2 separate regions of the Triticum aestivum genome follow, and region 2 is linked to region 1. A link is a contact called in public Hi-C data. All regions are on one chromosome and are shown on one strand. Each heading gives the region's core, a stretch centred on a gene start, on an enhancer-like site or on the middle of the called end of the contact. The rest is flanking DNA. Distances are from core to core; before and after follow the strand shown.

What was found. Hi-C and Micro-C count contacts between places; a contact is called where the count stands out from the background.
Region 2: a contact with region 1 is called in a Hi-C map of leaf, with 6 times the contacts expected there. The contact joins the enhancer-like site here to the promoter of LOC123185815 in region 1. A contact is called at or near these places in 3 of 5 Hi-C or Micro-C datasets (leaf and an unstated tissue).

The regions. Positions count from the first base shown.
Region 1 is chr2A:656,163,998-656,167,856 of IWGSC CS RefSeq v2.1, forward strand. It overlaps LOC123185815, which reads right to left and starts at 2,136. Exons shown (of 1, transcript XM_044597642.1): 1 at 1,501-2,136. The coding sequence starts at 2,136. The coding sequence ends at 1,736.
Region 2 is chr2A:656,497,800-656,501,830 of IWGSC CS RefSeq v2.1, forward strand. No RefSeq gene overlaps it. Among protein-coding and RNA genes, the nearest start is that of LOC123190024, 79 kb to the left of the region's middle. Within about 2 kb of position 2,707, at least 1 of the 8 cell types and tissues checked has an H3K27ac peak or open chromatin away from gene starts, as enhancers often do.

The DNA of each region.
Region 1 (3,859 bases), core at 886-3,385:
CATGGAAGTACGGTTTTTTCCACTGTGTTTCTCGTGAAGCAAATATGTGTCTCTATGAGAAGCACATAGATGCTTCTCGTGGAAGCACATATTTTTTCTATTTTCAAGAAGCTTTCCGTGGAATTAAATATGTGCCTTCAGAAGAAGCAAATATGTGCTTCTCGTGTAAGTAATTTTTTTTCTTTTTCAAAAAGCACAACAGAAGAAAATTTGTGCTGCCGTGAAAAGCAAATTTGCACTTCTCATGAAAGCATAATTTTCAAAAATCCAAAAAAATCACGCGCAAAAAGAATCTCCAAAACGTAGGGAAAATCGTGCGAAAACCAAAAAGCCAAAAAACCTCGTAGAAAACCCCATCTAAAAACCGAAAACGCATACAGAAAAAAATGAGAAAACAAAATTCAGAAAGAATGTTCAGCACGTGACATGTGACGAGGGCTAGACACCACATAGGGTACTCCTAGAGCATCAAAATTGACCCTGTTAGTGCTCCTGTTGAAAAGGGTCAGGGGATGCGCGTGGCGAGTTTCGCGGGCAGCAGATATGAGCTACTGGCATTTCAGAAAAAAAAGATACGAGCTACTTGTGTTCTACTCAAGTACTCAGCATTAGTTGATACATACTCCCTTCGTCCGGAAAAACTTGTCTCAAATTTGTTTCTCAAATGGATGCATTTAGCATTAATTTTGTGCTAGATACATTTATTTGAGAGACAATTTTTTTTCAAAAAAAGGGAGTACGTTATTACGTTACACTTGCAGTTGCAGCGCCACTTGCTTTGGAGTTTGGTTTTCTTGCCGTGAGTTAGCAACCTAACAAGACGTTTTGGATCATGCAGAAAGCACTTGTGTGTACTCCAACCTGAATCGAAGGGCTTGGTTATACTAATTCTTTTTTATATAATAAGAGAGCTCCCTCACCGATTTCATTTAACTGAAATCATATTGTCTTTTACAATCATCTACACTGGTTATACTAATTTGATGTACCACTAAAGTGTATACATATAGTTTCCCAAACATAAACTATGTAGGTAGGTCTCCTGTTGAGCCATCTTTTTTTTTTGAGCATCAGTACAGACACAAGCGCTCGTATACGCGCATACACTCACCCCTATGAACGTACACACGCACACCCTACCCTTATGAGCACCTCCGAAAGACTGAGCCAGCATATCATCTTAAGATTTACGAAGTAACCGTAGGCGCCTCGTCCTGAAAGCGCATCACCGGAAATTCTGAAATAAATTCAGGAATAATGCGAGCACCAGAATTTGAACCCTGATGGGTTGGGGATACCACTATCCACCTAACCAACTCAACCACAGGTTGATTCGCTTGAGCCATCTTTGTTAGTACTACAACTTAATATGCACGGGAAGTATTCTGGGAAACGAAAAGAAGAGCCTCGTCTTTCCAAAAAGTCAGAATATACCGAAAGAAAAAAAAGATTGTAATAATCAAGTAAACAATGGATGTAAAACGAACTAGAGCCGGCCCATTCAACTCAATTTGTACTCATATAAAACTCTCAACATCCTCTTAATATATACAAGTTGCCATTTTCTCCCCTCTCATAAGAAACTTCATCAAGATGAAGATGGGCAGTTGACAAGGAAAGGATCAAAGCAACCAAGGAAAAGAAGCAGCGCAGGGGGCACAGCAGAACTCTTCGAGGTCTCCGCGCTCACCCCGGCGCGCGCGCACGGAGCAGCAGCATGTCAGACGGCCAAGGCCTAGGTGTTCTTGGTCGGCCGGAGCGCGAGGACGAGCCCCGGGAAGACGTCGTCGGGGTCGTGCACGTGCGGGTTCCTCTCCACGATGAACGGGTCGCCGCACTTGTCGCTGATGGTGTGCAGCGTCTCGCCTTCCCCGACCACGTACACCTCGTCGCACGGCCGCGCCGCCGCGCCGCCGAGCCGCGGGCCGCGGAAGTACGCCGCGGCGCCTTCCCCGTCGCCGTCCGCGGTCTCCGCGCTGAGCGCGCCCAGCAGCACGAGCGCGACGAGCGCCACCGCGCACCACCACGACGCCGCGTCCGCGGCCGACACGGCGGCGGCGCACAGCTCCGCGCGCCGGAGGCTGGTCGCCGGCGCGGCCATGCGATCGAGGGAGCGCACGGACCTCGTGAGCGTGTGCGTCTCCGTCTGGGGCGGGCAGAGGGAGGTTGCCTTGGCTGGCTTAGGGGGTTTCTGTGGGGCTGGGCCGCGGGAGGCGGTTTATAACGCGTAACGGCGCACGGACGTGGTGGTTCCGGCATGGCGGACTTTTGTCACGGTTTGGTAAACGTGGGGAGCCCGCGCGGGAGAGGGGCCGGGCGCCCGGGGCAGTGCTGATTAATGGTGCTTATCTTCTTCCCTGAAATAATTTGGTTGCTTGCTTCTAGTACTAAGTACGACATGCCAATTGTGGCACCAATTCAATGCTCCAGTGAAGTTACTGCTAAATTTTAGTACTAGATTTTGTAGAAAATTAATCCCGCATGTAAAATGCTGCGTTATACTAATCATATAGTCATCATTAATAATTCAAGAACTATTCTTTTCTTCCTTAGAGCAACTCCAACAGGCCGACCCAAACGGACGACAATTTCGTCCGCTTTTTGTCCGTTTGGGTCGACCAAAGCTTCCGCATTTGACTCGGCGCCTGTGCCCAACGCTGGCGTGAGACCAGGGCCCGCCCTGAGAGGGGGGAGGGGGGGCAGGGGGGGGCGGCCGCCCCGGGCCCCCAAAATCGAGGAGGCCCTCCCCAGAGTATACAGCTAGGCTATGGCCCAATATGTTTTCCGTGATAAAAGAAAAAAAAATTAAGCTGGACGTCTGGCCTGAGGGCCTCACGCAGCGAGGAAGGACGTGCACGTAGAAGAAAAAACGGACTGATTGATCCCTTGTGATTCTTTCCAGGTTAGTACGTGCATGTCGAGAAAATAGGAACTGATTGATCCTTCCATCCTATCACATCACGCCGTATTCACGCAGCGATCCTCAAGTTTCTAGCGGCCGCCGACGCTTGTGTCATCGCGACTACGCATACGGTGCTCTTTTTTTCCTCTATTCTCCTAAATATAATTTCTTTGCTAATTCAGATTGTCCATCGATTTCAATTCTCGGGCGGCCGTCGCACCTCCGCTGTGCTCTTCGTCCATCAACAATCCGACCTTCCGAGGTATGTCCTATATTCATATTGCGGTTCCTAGTCTCCTAGATGAATAGCTCTTCAACAATAGTCAATTGATGCATTTTTTTTCCAGTATTGTGTCTTATCATGTTGGGAAAGTATCCATTTCGTAGTGATAACAGGAAAATGAAGAAAGCTGCGGATGATTTGGTACAATCACAGCTCATAAATATTCATCAATTTTTAAGTAATACTGGTGCTTCCCCTATTTCAATAAATCCAAATGATGAGTTGGTGATAGTTGTCAAAGAGAAAGGACAATCAACTGATGGGAACTCAGAATCTGATGAGCAAGAAGAAAATGGCGACACCAACATCTTGTGGCTCCGAGAATGTAGGTAATTCATTTGATGCATAGGCATAGTCAGCTAGTGTTGATGAACAACCAGTTTATACTGTTGATATTTATCAATTTATGATCCAAGAAATTTGGATAATCTTGATAGTAAAGCAAGAGCCATCTTAATTGAGAAACGGCCTATGAGAGAAGACAAAAAAATGAAATACCATCTACACGATGAAAATATTTTTATTATGCTCATTATAATAGGAAATTAAGCAATTGAGAGAAACAGTGACTCAAAGAGAATTTAAATGGTTTGGCAACATTATGCGTCGAGAAGAAATTATTAGATAGATACTAACATCACCACCTTCATAAGTGACTTTGAATCAAGGAATAA
Region 2 (4,031 bases), core at 1,457-3,956, 330 kb after region 1:
AGAGCCTTCAAAAATCATCCGATTCGGATTAAATAAATATCTTGATTTGACTAGATAAAAATATTTTTCTCCTCTCCTGTGCGACTTTTGGAAATTGTCTCCTTTCTCCAAAGTCATCTTTTCTCCGCCTTAAAGGTATTTTTCTTTATACTCTCGTAGTTTATTATTTTTAAACTAATATAATAAAATAATTAGATTATCAATCAGTCTACGTATTTATACATTAGACCCTAGACGTAGCTATTTTTTCCGTAAAACAGCTTGGCCCTGATTTTTCAAATATAATTTTCCACTTGTTTATCCAAATTAGATGAAACCAGCGCCTATAGCTTCGTCTTGTTTTCACCTATCCAGTGAACCTGTCACATCAACTTTTTGAAATTTTCAAATTTTGAATTTTGTTCAGATTTATATTCAAACTTCTTTTGATTATAACTTGAGTTTTATAACTCCGATTTAGTTGATTCTTTTTGCAAAACGAAGCTCCTGGCCTAAACTTTCTGATAAGGCCAAATTCACATAATTTTGGTACTGTTAGAAATTGTTTTATGTTGCAAGAGTTATTTGCTTGGTTTTGATGTTTTCCGAACTGTCTTCTTCGTTCTTCCCGATCTTCTGAGTAATTGCTTATGTGTGGTTACTATTGCTTGCTCACGATAGATTTTACAGAGTGTGACGAGTAGAACTATCAAGAGTTTTGTGTGCGAATCATCTTCATCAACAGTACAGGCAAGTTCACACTTTGATCATATCCCCCTTCATATCCAGTTTTTATGCATTAGTTTCACCCTCAAACATTGCATGAGGTAGGAACCTATTGACCTGCATTCAAACCTTGGGAGTTACTTTTACGTTATGCTTATATTGTCATGCTATGCTCGTAGACGTGGATTGGGTTTAAGAGTTTTCATGACAGATTGAGATTGTTAATTAATGGTTTACTTAAGGTGGCAACTTTAACACACATCTGGGTGGATTAAGGCACCTGGGTGTTCCAGCGATTGCCTGTTTAGGCACCTGGGTATTCCAGCGATTGCCTGTTTTTTTATGGACCGCCACCCAGGCTCAAAGGGATTATGAGATTATTCATACTAGAAACTTTCGTGTGCAGCCACAAGCTACTATGAGATGTAGCATAGTTGATTAAGTCGTGCGAACTCTTACAGTGGTAGACTAGTAGATGTAGGGGAAAGTAGGTGTAACGGTCTACCCGATCGTAAGGTGCTAGCGCTTCTGAAAGATTATGTCTCGGTCATCTGTTTCTCAAACACCATGTAGTGCGAGAAATCAAACGGAGGCGATCGAGTCTTGTGGGGGAAATTGCACAAACCTCTGCAGAGTGTATAAACTAATCATGGTTAGCCGTGTCCCCGGTTATGGACAACTTGAGTATCTAGTACTTGGATTATCCTGTGAATCTCATCATGTTACTTTAAATTAATTTTGTTGGGTTTAATGATGTTACTTAATTGGGATTGAGAATGCTGTCAACCATTCTCAATATTCAACAACCATCATGATAATTAAATAAAAAAAATTACTCCTTTGCAGTAGGGAAAATTTGGCTTTTCGCAAAAACATTATAACCATAGAGCTTTTCCACTAGCCAAATATGCATGTAGAGATAGCCATTGTTCATCATTTCTCTCTATGGTGTGAATTTGCCAGTACATTCAATGTACTGACCCTCTGTGGCTGCAACGTCTCATATTGCAGGATTATCTTACGACGAGTAAGTGATTCGTTAGGGTTACGATTTCTACACTCAACTTTGCCGTTGGTGTTGATGGGAATCCACAACCTTGTTACTTCCGCTATTTTGGATTGAGATAATAGTATTTACGTTACTTATTACATGTGATTTACCTCTGTTATAAATCATCGAGTATTGTGTGTGTCAGCATACCGATCCAGGGATGCCACTTAAGCACAGAAACTTGATCCATTCGGGCCAGGTCGCTACAGACCCCCACGTTGAAATCATCGACGAGATTGCAAAGACCAATAATCGTCGTGTGCAAGACGTCCGCTTTTCATATGGACTCCTCTATATTAGTAGAGATTCTTGCAACAATGAGAATTTGGAGCTCTTGGGTGCCCATGAACCCAATATGAATATTAAATTTAAAAGATACTAGAAATTTTGGGGTATCAAACCTGATTGACCATTCTACTCATGTATGAAGTTTCATAAAAAAATGACATATGTGGTATTCTCAGTAAAAAAAGGTCAAACATTTTGATTACATATAAAAATTGTTTGAATGAACCGTAGGCTGGGCAGTATTTTCTTTGCTAAAGATGCCAAGGATGTCATTTCTTCACGAAATTTTGCACGTAAGTCGAATGATCGACCAGGTTTGATACCTTAAAATTTCAATTTTTATGAATTCTCCTGGTACTTTTAAATTAGTATTCATATAGATTTCATGGAGACCCAGAAGCTCCTATGAATTTTTTCCACATTCTTGCTCTTTGATGTGAACAATATACCTTTTTCAGTTCTAGGATGACTGAGCAATGCTCTGCCATGTGTCGTTTATCGAGAGTATAGTCAGGCCGCGTCGCTCACGTGGGCCATTGTCCCTGCCCACCACAAGTAGTCAAAGTAGAGTGACATTTACCACAAATAATATAGATCGCCCGTGACGAGCGATGTCGAGCGATCGCCTACATGCAACCTAAACCTGTTCGTGGACAACCCGCGCCGGAGGCCCAAATCTGAAGCCCGACATTTGGGCCGAGCTCAGGCTCCACTTTCTCGCTCAAAGCCCGGCCCAAAAGCTCTAAATGTCCACATAAATATATTTTTATTCTAAATAAATGTATAATAAATCAATATAAAATTCTGAATATGATTAATTTAATTAAAAATGCCATTGTTGACGTGCTTCGGACGGGCCAGACCGGGCTTGAGCTTGGGATTTTTCTTCGGGCTTTGCCAAGCTCGTCCCGAACTCGACGCAGCCCGTGGAATGATCAGGTTTAAGGCAACCCAATGCGGGTTGCGGCCGAGTAAACACAACCATTGGTTGTTTTTTGCTTGCGTAACTTATAGAGGCTGGTGGAAACTTCTATAATCTTTTGTCTAGTTTCGGCAAGGTTTCATAAGGTTTCTCCTATTTCTTTTTTCTGTTCAGGTCATCGTTTTTTTCTTCTGATTTTTTCTTTTCTTAGTTCATGAACAAAATTTAAAGTTATGACCATTTTTTGGGTTCGGTTTTACTAAATTGATAACATTTCTTGAATTCATGAACTTTTTTTGAACTCCTGAATATTTTTTGAAATTTGTGAATAATTTATGCATTCACCAACATTTGTCATAATTCAAGAAAACTTTTTTATTACAATTGGACTTTTTTCAAATTTGTGAACATTTTTTAGTTGTTGAAGAAAAAAATCTTGAATTTATCTTTCAAATTCGTGATAATCCATGAATATTTTTTGAATTTCTGGTCACTTTTTGGATTCAAGATTTTTTTATTCAATTTTTTGAACTTCTTTTAAATTCATGAATACTATAAAATTGACCATTTTGAAAAAAAATCATGGAATTTTCATTTTTTTTCTTAACATATTTTAAATTCATGAACATTTTTCAAATTCATGATTGTTTTTTAATCAGGGAACATTTTTTCAATTGAGTTCATGAAAGCCATGAGCATTTATCAATTCGCGAACATTTTCTAAGATTACAAATTTTTACCAAATTCATAAGTTTTTAATTAAAATAAAACAGGATGGAAAAATACCGTGCGCTCGCTTGCTTAGTTCGGGGCTTGCACGTAGCGATAGAATTATTTTTTCCCGTGGTGATCGGAAACACTTGGGCCAGCCAACCTGAAGCTCACGTGGGCGAGCATCCGCTGCTGCTCGCGCACGCGATGCATAGCAGGTCCTGGAATTTACTTATACGCATCGCCTTGTAAGATAGTTGAGCAGCAGCAGGACTATTTTGGACGGTTTTCTTCTATTATCCAGACATGTTATTCTCTTTTTTCTGTTCTCAATCAATTTAATTTCCCTTTTAC